Regions from separate parts of the Xenopus tropicalis genome. Here region 1 is linked to region 2. The links are chromatin contacts, called in public Hi-C maps. All regions are on one chromosome and are shown on one strand. Each heading gives the region's core, a stretch centred on a gene start, on an enhancer-like site or on the middle of the called end of the contact. The rest is flanking DNA. Distances are from core to core; before and after follow the strand shown.

Region 1 (3,399 bases), core at 859-3,358, 120 kb after region 2:
CCAACTTTTTGACTACTTTTTGGGCCATAACAAATTTGTGCAAATCTTAAATACCCCATGAAAATGGCGCGCACACACACACACTGGTATGGGATCCATATTCTGGAAACCCATTTTCCAGAAAGCTCTGAATTACAGGAAGGTTTTTCCGATTGATGCCATTATAAGCAAATAAATCTACTTTTTAAAAATAAATTCCATTTTCTCTGTAATAATGTCTTTTTTCTCTTTATTAAAGAGATACCAACACCAGAAATGAAACCTTTTTTACATCTTTCATAATAATGTCTTTGCATGTAATTTATAATTTTGCCATAAAAGTATTGGCCTGATGCTTTTACATTACCCATCTGATGCCCCATTTTTCTTTATGAGGGGGCTGCCATATTTGTGCAGCAGGAGTCCGTTAGCATTAGAAGCTATAACTGACAGGTTGGGAAGGGACAGTCAGGTTTAGAAACTTCAAGTAACAATTGCTTACAAAAGCAGCACTATGAGCAAAAAATGATCAACATGACCTATAGGTAACTTTTTAAGTAGATTCATAGTTTAAAACGTAGATTTTTGTGTGCCAGTATCACTTTAATAAAACAGTACCTTGTACCATGTCAAGGTAATATAGGTCTCTACTTGTAACCTTCTTCTCTTGTACATTATGCCATTCTGTTTTACAATACCTGTGGATGGTGTGGTGCGATCATGATGAGTCCTCTGTGATAATCCAAATTCTTTCAGTTTTGGAGTGGGTAAACGGCCACCTTCCTCTGAAGGCAATGAGATGCATTCTAGCCCATCCACTGAAGGATTTGTTGTTGTACTATGCAGTCTGTAATGACAAAAAAAAAAAAGGTGAAAAAACATGAAATGAAGAACAAATGAAAAAGTAACATACAACCAATTACCAACATTATTACAAATCATTACATAAATAAATGCAAAGAACAGACATTTCTAAGAATCTTTACTAGAGTCAACTACAGGTATCAGACCCCTTATCCAGAAACCCATTATCCAGAAAGTTCCAAATTACAAAAAGGCCATCTCCCATAGACTCCATTTTAATTAAATAATTCACATTTTTAAAAAATGATTTCCTTATTCTCTGTAATAATAAAACAGTATCTTGTACTTGATCCCAACTAAGATATAATTAATCCTTATCGGAGCCAAAACAAACCTATTGGGTTTATTTAATGTTTAAATGATTTCTTTAATAGAGTTAAGGTAGGAGATCCGAATTACGTAAGGACCCCTTATCTGGAGAACCCCAGAACCCCAGGTCCAGAGCATTCTGGATAATGGGTCCCATACTTGTACATAGAGGCTCTGTAACTGGTCCTCCTGTAGTCCTCAGCACCATGCAATTCTCATATTAGCTATCATTGAAATGATGCAGTTAATGAACCCAGTATAATTGCAATAGGTCACTCCACTACAGAAGACTGCAATCATATAATTTGAGACATAGGAGTAAACTCACAACACCTTCCTAACTGTCTCTGTTAAGCAAGGACTGTCCTGGTTCTGGAAAAAAGGGGGCAACCAAGCAGCAAAGAGTGCAGGGATTGGTGGACAGGCATGGTTGAGCCTGATGGGGTCATGACTTAAAATTTAATTCTGTCTTGGAAAGATATTACGCCTTTTATGATAGCTACAGTTCAATGACTGTATTGTATATATGGTAAGCAAAGAGCATAATATACTTTATAGTTATATATAACCATATATATGCTTCAAGCATTGTAAGTATTTGTTACTTAATTTAAGTTTGAATTCACCCTTCTGGGCATGTGCCAGAGTTTACCTAGTTTTAGCACTAAACAAAAACTGTATAAAATAGATTTTTGATAATAACCACAAGCCACAGAGAACTGCTAAAGACTGATGCACAGCATAGTCATAGGGACCTGTTACACAAATACTTCCAATGCCAAAGGCCTATCTTTGTAGACTCTTTATAATTATTGCATTACTATTACAACTCAGAACTTTTAATATAAAAGAAAGGTGGAACAAGGGAAAAATCCTTACTTCACTAAAGCACCCAATTTTGTGGCTAGGAAAGCAGTTCCACTGCGTATTGTGGTAAATAACGTTGAGCTCACCTCTTCCTGCTGAGTCATACACCTTGCACTACTGAATTACATACAAGTAATAGCTGAGTAGCTAAGCTAATACTGAGACTGGTGGAAAAACAAAAGGTTTTTAAAAAGGTAGCAGATGGAAATATAGTAAATATCATGAAATGTACCTATGGGTTACACATAATGCATGTAAGGTTGTTCAGGTGTATATTATTGCATCTGCTGCTGTCTATTTAATATTTAAAATGTATTGCAATAGTATTTAGGTGTCCAACAAGCAGTTCAGTATGTCAAATTATGCTTTTAGAGACCCAGTGCATTCAGAAGCTAATCTTTGAAAATGTCAACGACCATGAGTCAACTGACAATACCTGCACCACAAAATTTACTAACACAAATCACACGCAGTTGGATTAAGTCAAGAAAGCTAGCAGGCACCTTCACCTGAATTTTTTATGTTTTGTTCGACTCAGTTTGGCGACACAGGGCTTGCTGGAGCATGCATAGTTGAAGGTAATTCTAGAGCTCTGCTAAGGTAAATCTGTGTCACTGAACTGATTTGAAGAGAACACAATGATTCAGAAGATGGTGTTTGCTAGTTCCACTGCACTGTCCTGATTGTATAGGCCAGCTTTACTATCAGAGACACTGTTCACTGAAATAGACAGCCTGTGGGGAGGGAACAGAAAGGGAGCACATTAGATAACAGTGGAAAGCTTCTTTAAGCCAATCTTCTATATATGTAAAAACAAACCTAAGCTAAGACAAACAAACCTTAACGTAAGAATCAGACATTTATGTGGCACTGTATCATAACTTTTCCTTATTTAACTCATTATAAAACACTACTATACTTGTCTGATATTATCTGTCCTTCACCATACCATTTTTCAGAACATTATCTTGAATGTGTCCCTTCAGCAAACATTCAAATAGCTTGTCCACAACAGACATCAGACTTACAGCCCTGTTATCGCCAGTTTGTAAGACTGTTATCCCTTTTTTAATATTGGAATCAGCTTTCCTCAGGTCCATACGTACCATACTAGATGAAAGGGAGTCAGAACATCAGAAAATGTAGCCTGGCTAAAAGTACCCTAGGGTGTATTCCATGAGGAATATCGTTTCACAGTAATTTTGCTTAAGCATTTAAGTACCATATAATTTAATTAGCAACCATTATTGTTTTGTATTTTTCACAATCTGACTGCTGAAGTAATAATTTTTGGGTGCTAAAGTTTGCTTTCTAAACATGTAAAGTCTTTGTTGATCCAATGTATGTTTCTTTTTTTGGAACAAACATATAGGGTCAGAT
Region 2 (3,615 bases), core at 1,048-3,547:
CTACGTTGCGCAGCTCTCTGACTTTCAGACACTTTGGAGGTGATTAGCTGCTATAAAAAAAAAAAAAATATTACTTTCACACACCAAAGAGCCAAAGGACCAAATCCAGCCTTTTTTTTTAAGGATTCGGTTTCGGCCGAATCCACAGTCCTGGCCGAATCCGAATCCTAATTAGCATATGCTAATTGGTATTCAGAAGGGTTAAATGGTAGGGGGGGGGGGGGGGGGGGGCATTTTTTAACCCTTTGGTTTCCTTCGTTCGGGATTCGGCAGAATCCATCAGGGTGGGTTCGGAGGTTCGGCCGAACCCAAAAGAATTGGTTCAGTGCATCCCTACTAACGACACTAGTTCAATTAAAAAGTGTTCCATTTACCACCACTCTTTGGAATCTATCCTTCAGCCAGTTCTCTATCTAAGTACAAATATTATGTTACAGGCCAATTTTCCTTAATCTACCCTCTAACCATTTGTGTGGTACAGTATCAAATGCTTTAGAAAAATCTAAGTAGATCACTTCCACTGCCCCCCCAATGCCAAGGTGTCTGCTCACCTCCAAATATAAGTCAATAAAATTAATTTGTCAATATCTATTGTGTATAAAATTTCAGTATTGTGACATAAATTTATTGAAATATCATCCTGATTACCACCTCCAAAAGTTTTCCTACCACTGTTATCAAACAAAATATTAGCTTTTCCCCTGCTTAAATATAAATATAATTAAACCACTTTACCTCCCTCCAAAACTAAGAAACATATATTTAATATGAATATATATTTATGCTCCAGTCCTTAAGAAGGATATTAATGAGCTGGAGAGAGTGCAGAGACGTGCAACTAAACTGGTTAAGGGGATGGAAGATTTAAACTATGAGGTTAGACTGTCGAGGTTGGGGTTGTTTTCTCTGGAAAAGAGGCGCTTGCGAGGGGACATGATTACTCTGTACAAGTACATTAGAGGGGATTATAGGCAGTTGGGGGATGTTCTTTTTTCCCATAAAAACAATCAACGCACCAGAGGTCACCCCTTTAGATTAGAGGAAAGGAGTTTCCATTTGAAGCAGCGTAGGTGGTTTTTCACGGTGAGGGCAGTGAGGTTATGGAATGCCCTTCCTAGTGATGTGGTAATGGCAGATTCTGTTAATGCCTTTAAGAGGGGCCTGGATGAGTTCTTGATCAATCAGAATATCCAAGGCTATTGTGATACTAATATCTACAGTTAGTACTAGTGGTTGTATTTATAGTTTATGTATGTGAGTGTATAGATTGGTAGGTGTGGGTTAGATGTGCTGGATTTACTTGGATGGGTTGAACTTGATGGACACAGGTCTTTTTTCAACCCTATGTAACTATGTAACTATGTAACTATGTAACATTCAATTTTCCTTCTATATATAATCCCTTGAAAAGTATTTTCCAGCTAATGGTGTAGCGATAACCTTATTCCCTTAATGTATGCACAAAGGGAAGGCAGTGTCCACTAAAATCTAAAACCATTTAATGAATCCATACATTTGTTTGCTTTGTGGCACATTAGATTCACTGTCAGGGCAAATCTTTGTATCTGATTCCAGATTCTTTGTATCTGAAGACCCCTTGTCAGCAGTAGAAGCAAACACAGAGAAACAAGGTGCGTTTGGGATATACAAAATGGTGTAGTGCACCATGTCTGTCAATAATTAGTGTCTCATATTGAAAACAAAAGGTGAATGGAAAACATTTGGAACTTGGGTGTATTGGTAGTATTAAATATGAATAGCTTGGGCGTGTTTACTGCGTAGGTGGTTACAAAACCTTTTAGTCTATGTAGTGTAAGTGGAAATGTAACACATCCCACTTCAATGACATTTAAAAGAATGCAATATCTGCTGTTTCCCCACACCAATATGCTCAATGACCAGCCTAAAATAGAGTGGAATCACCAGTCTAGTTAAACAGCTGTTTGAGTGTGCAGACAGATGCCACAGTGTAAATAGCTTCAAGTCCAACAGCACTTTTTGCTGTATTAAAACAAAAAAAGCTTGTGTTTCAGATGGAGGAGGATTGCTGATGCAAAAAACCAGCAAAACAACCACAGAATGTATACATCTTTAAAGTAGCTAGTATACTTAAAAGACATTTATTTCACAGATCATGTCATTCTGAAACATCTCTCTTCTTCACAGCAGAAATGGAATTTTTCATAAGGTTGATAGGATAGTTTTTTCTGTGCACCTCATTTAGATACTGAGATATTATTAGCCTGACACACACACGAAAGGCAGAGAAGTGCACCATTAACTTCCTTGTTTGACCACAATAATTTCCTACACAAATGCAACCTGGGGTGTGTAACAATGACTATGGTGCTATCCTTAATTCACTGGCCCAGAGCTGTCATCAGTACTCATGGGGCTATTTAATACCATACTAGCCACCTGGGTGCCCTGGATGATGGGCTGTGTTCCCTCACCCATGCTGCCCCTGACTATAGTACCATCCATAACATCCTGATAGCAGCCCTGCATTGGCTACATGTTCCATCTTACACACTTGGTACTATGGCGCTTACCTGCTAGCCTACAATCAAGTAGAGTTCCATGGTGTTTTCAAGGCTAGGGTCTTTTTTGGTATAACACTTTTACCACTGTTTATTTAAACTATTGGACATTTTTTGGTCACGCACTAATCTGCTCTGTCCCAGCAACACACCATATTCAGAAATCCTTTTACAGTTAAAAATCTGGCACAAGGTGCACAGAAAAGTGCTTATAGAGTTGAGGCAGTTTTGTATTTAAAGCTATACTGACACATTCCCATCAAAATCAATAGGAACGTGCCAGTTATGTGTGTTAAGGCGCCAACATTTTTCTGCCCAAAAGTCCCTGCAAGCCACACCAGCCCAGCTGCTCCTGCTCTTTTTGAAGGGGACAAAAAGCTAAAAGACTTTCCATGCTGGGCTGAGGGTGGTGCTATTCTTTCATGGGCTGAATTACAAATGAAAACAGTACTCAAGGATATTGAAGGTAAGCAGGCATGGAGAGGATCAGGAGCATAAGAGACAGGGACACCACATGCAACATCACTTTTTTTCCTCAAAGTTTATTTTGGGTAAACTCCTCCCAACATAAACGTAACAGTCAGTTCATAAACAGTTCATCAAACATGGTGATGATTTGTCCCTGCTTCATGGCTCTCACCACCCCCAATGGCTTTCACACATCCACGGTGACTCTCACACAAGTGAACACTCTGGGCTACTCACTCAGCCCTCCCTTCCTGGGATACCATTTCTGCCACACTTAGGCTTCTCACCAAGCCTCAATGTTCCGGAATTCAAACACTTTGTCACGGCTCCCTCTGCTCCTTGCAGTGGCAGGCAGCACCCCCAGCATCTCTGGGACTTCCTAACGGAGGCAGACAGCCTTCCTGCGCTGTGCGCTGCTCTGAAGGACCTTTTCTCTGGATGACCCTTCACTTGGTTACTTAACACGTCACGGCTCCCTCTGCTCCTTGCAGTAGCAGGCAGCACCCCAGCCCCTCACACAGTCCGGCAACCTTCCTGCTCTGTGCCCCACTCTGAGACCTTTCTCTGTGACTCCTGGCACTTCTCTGGGTGACTCCTCACTTGGTTA

Evidence for each region. Hi-C and Micro-C count contacts between places; a contact is called where the count stands out from the background.
Region 1: a Hi-C map of liver shows a contact between it and region 2, with 3 times the contacts expected there. The contact joins two enhancer-like sites. A contact is called at or near these places in 3 of 5 Hi-C or Micro-C datasets (brain, liver and neurula embryo).

What each region holds. Positions count from the first base shown.
Region 1 is chr3:58,663,308-58,666,706 of UCB_Xtro_10.0, forward strand. mdm1 (Mdm1 nuclear protein) reads right to left here. Exons shown (of 14, transcript NM_001130267.1): 10 at 678-826. Among named protein-coding and RNA genes, the nearest start is that of mdm1, 18 kb to the right of the region's middle. Within about 2 kb of position 2,109, at least 1 of the 11 cell types and tissues checked has an H3K27ac peak or open chromatin away from gene starts, as enhancers often do. A contact at or near this core is called in liver, where this site is marked.
Region 2 is chr3:58,546,039-58,549,653 of UCB_Xtro_10.0, forward strand. No RefSeq gene overlaps it. Among named protein-coding and RNA genes, the nearest start is that of ifng, 39 kb to the right of the region's middle. Within about 2 kb of position 2,298, at least 2 of the 11 cell types and tissues checked have an H3K27ac peak or open chromatin away from gene starts, as enhancers often do. A contact at or near this core is called in liver, where this site is marked.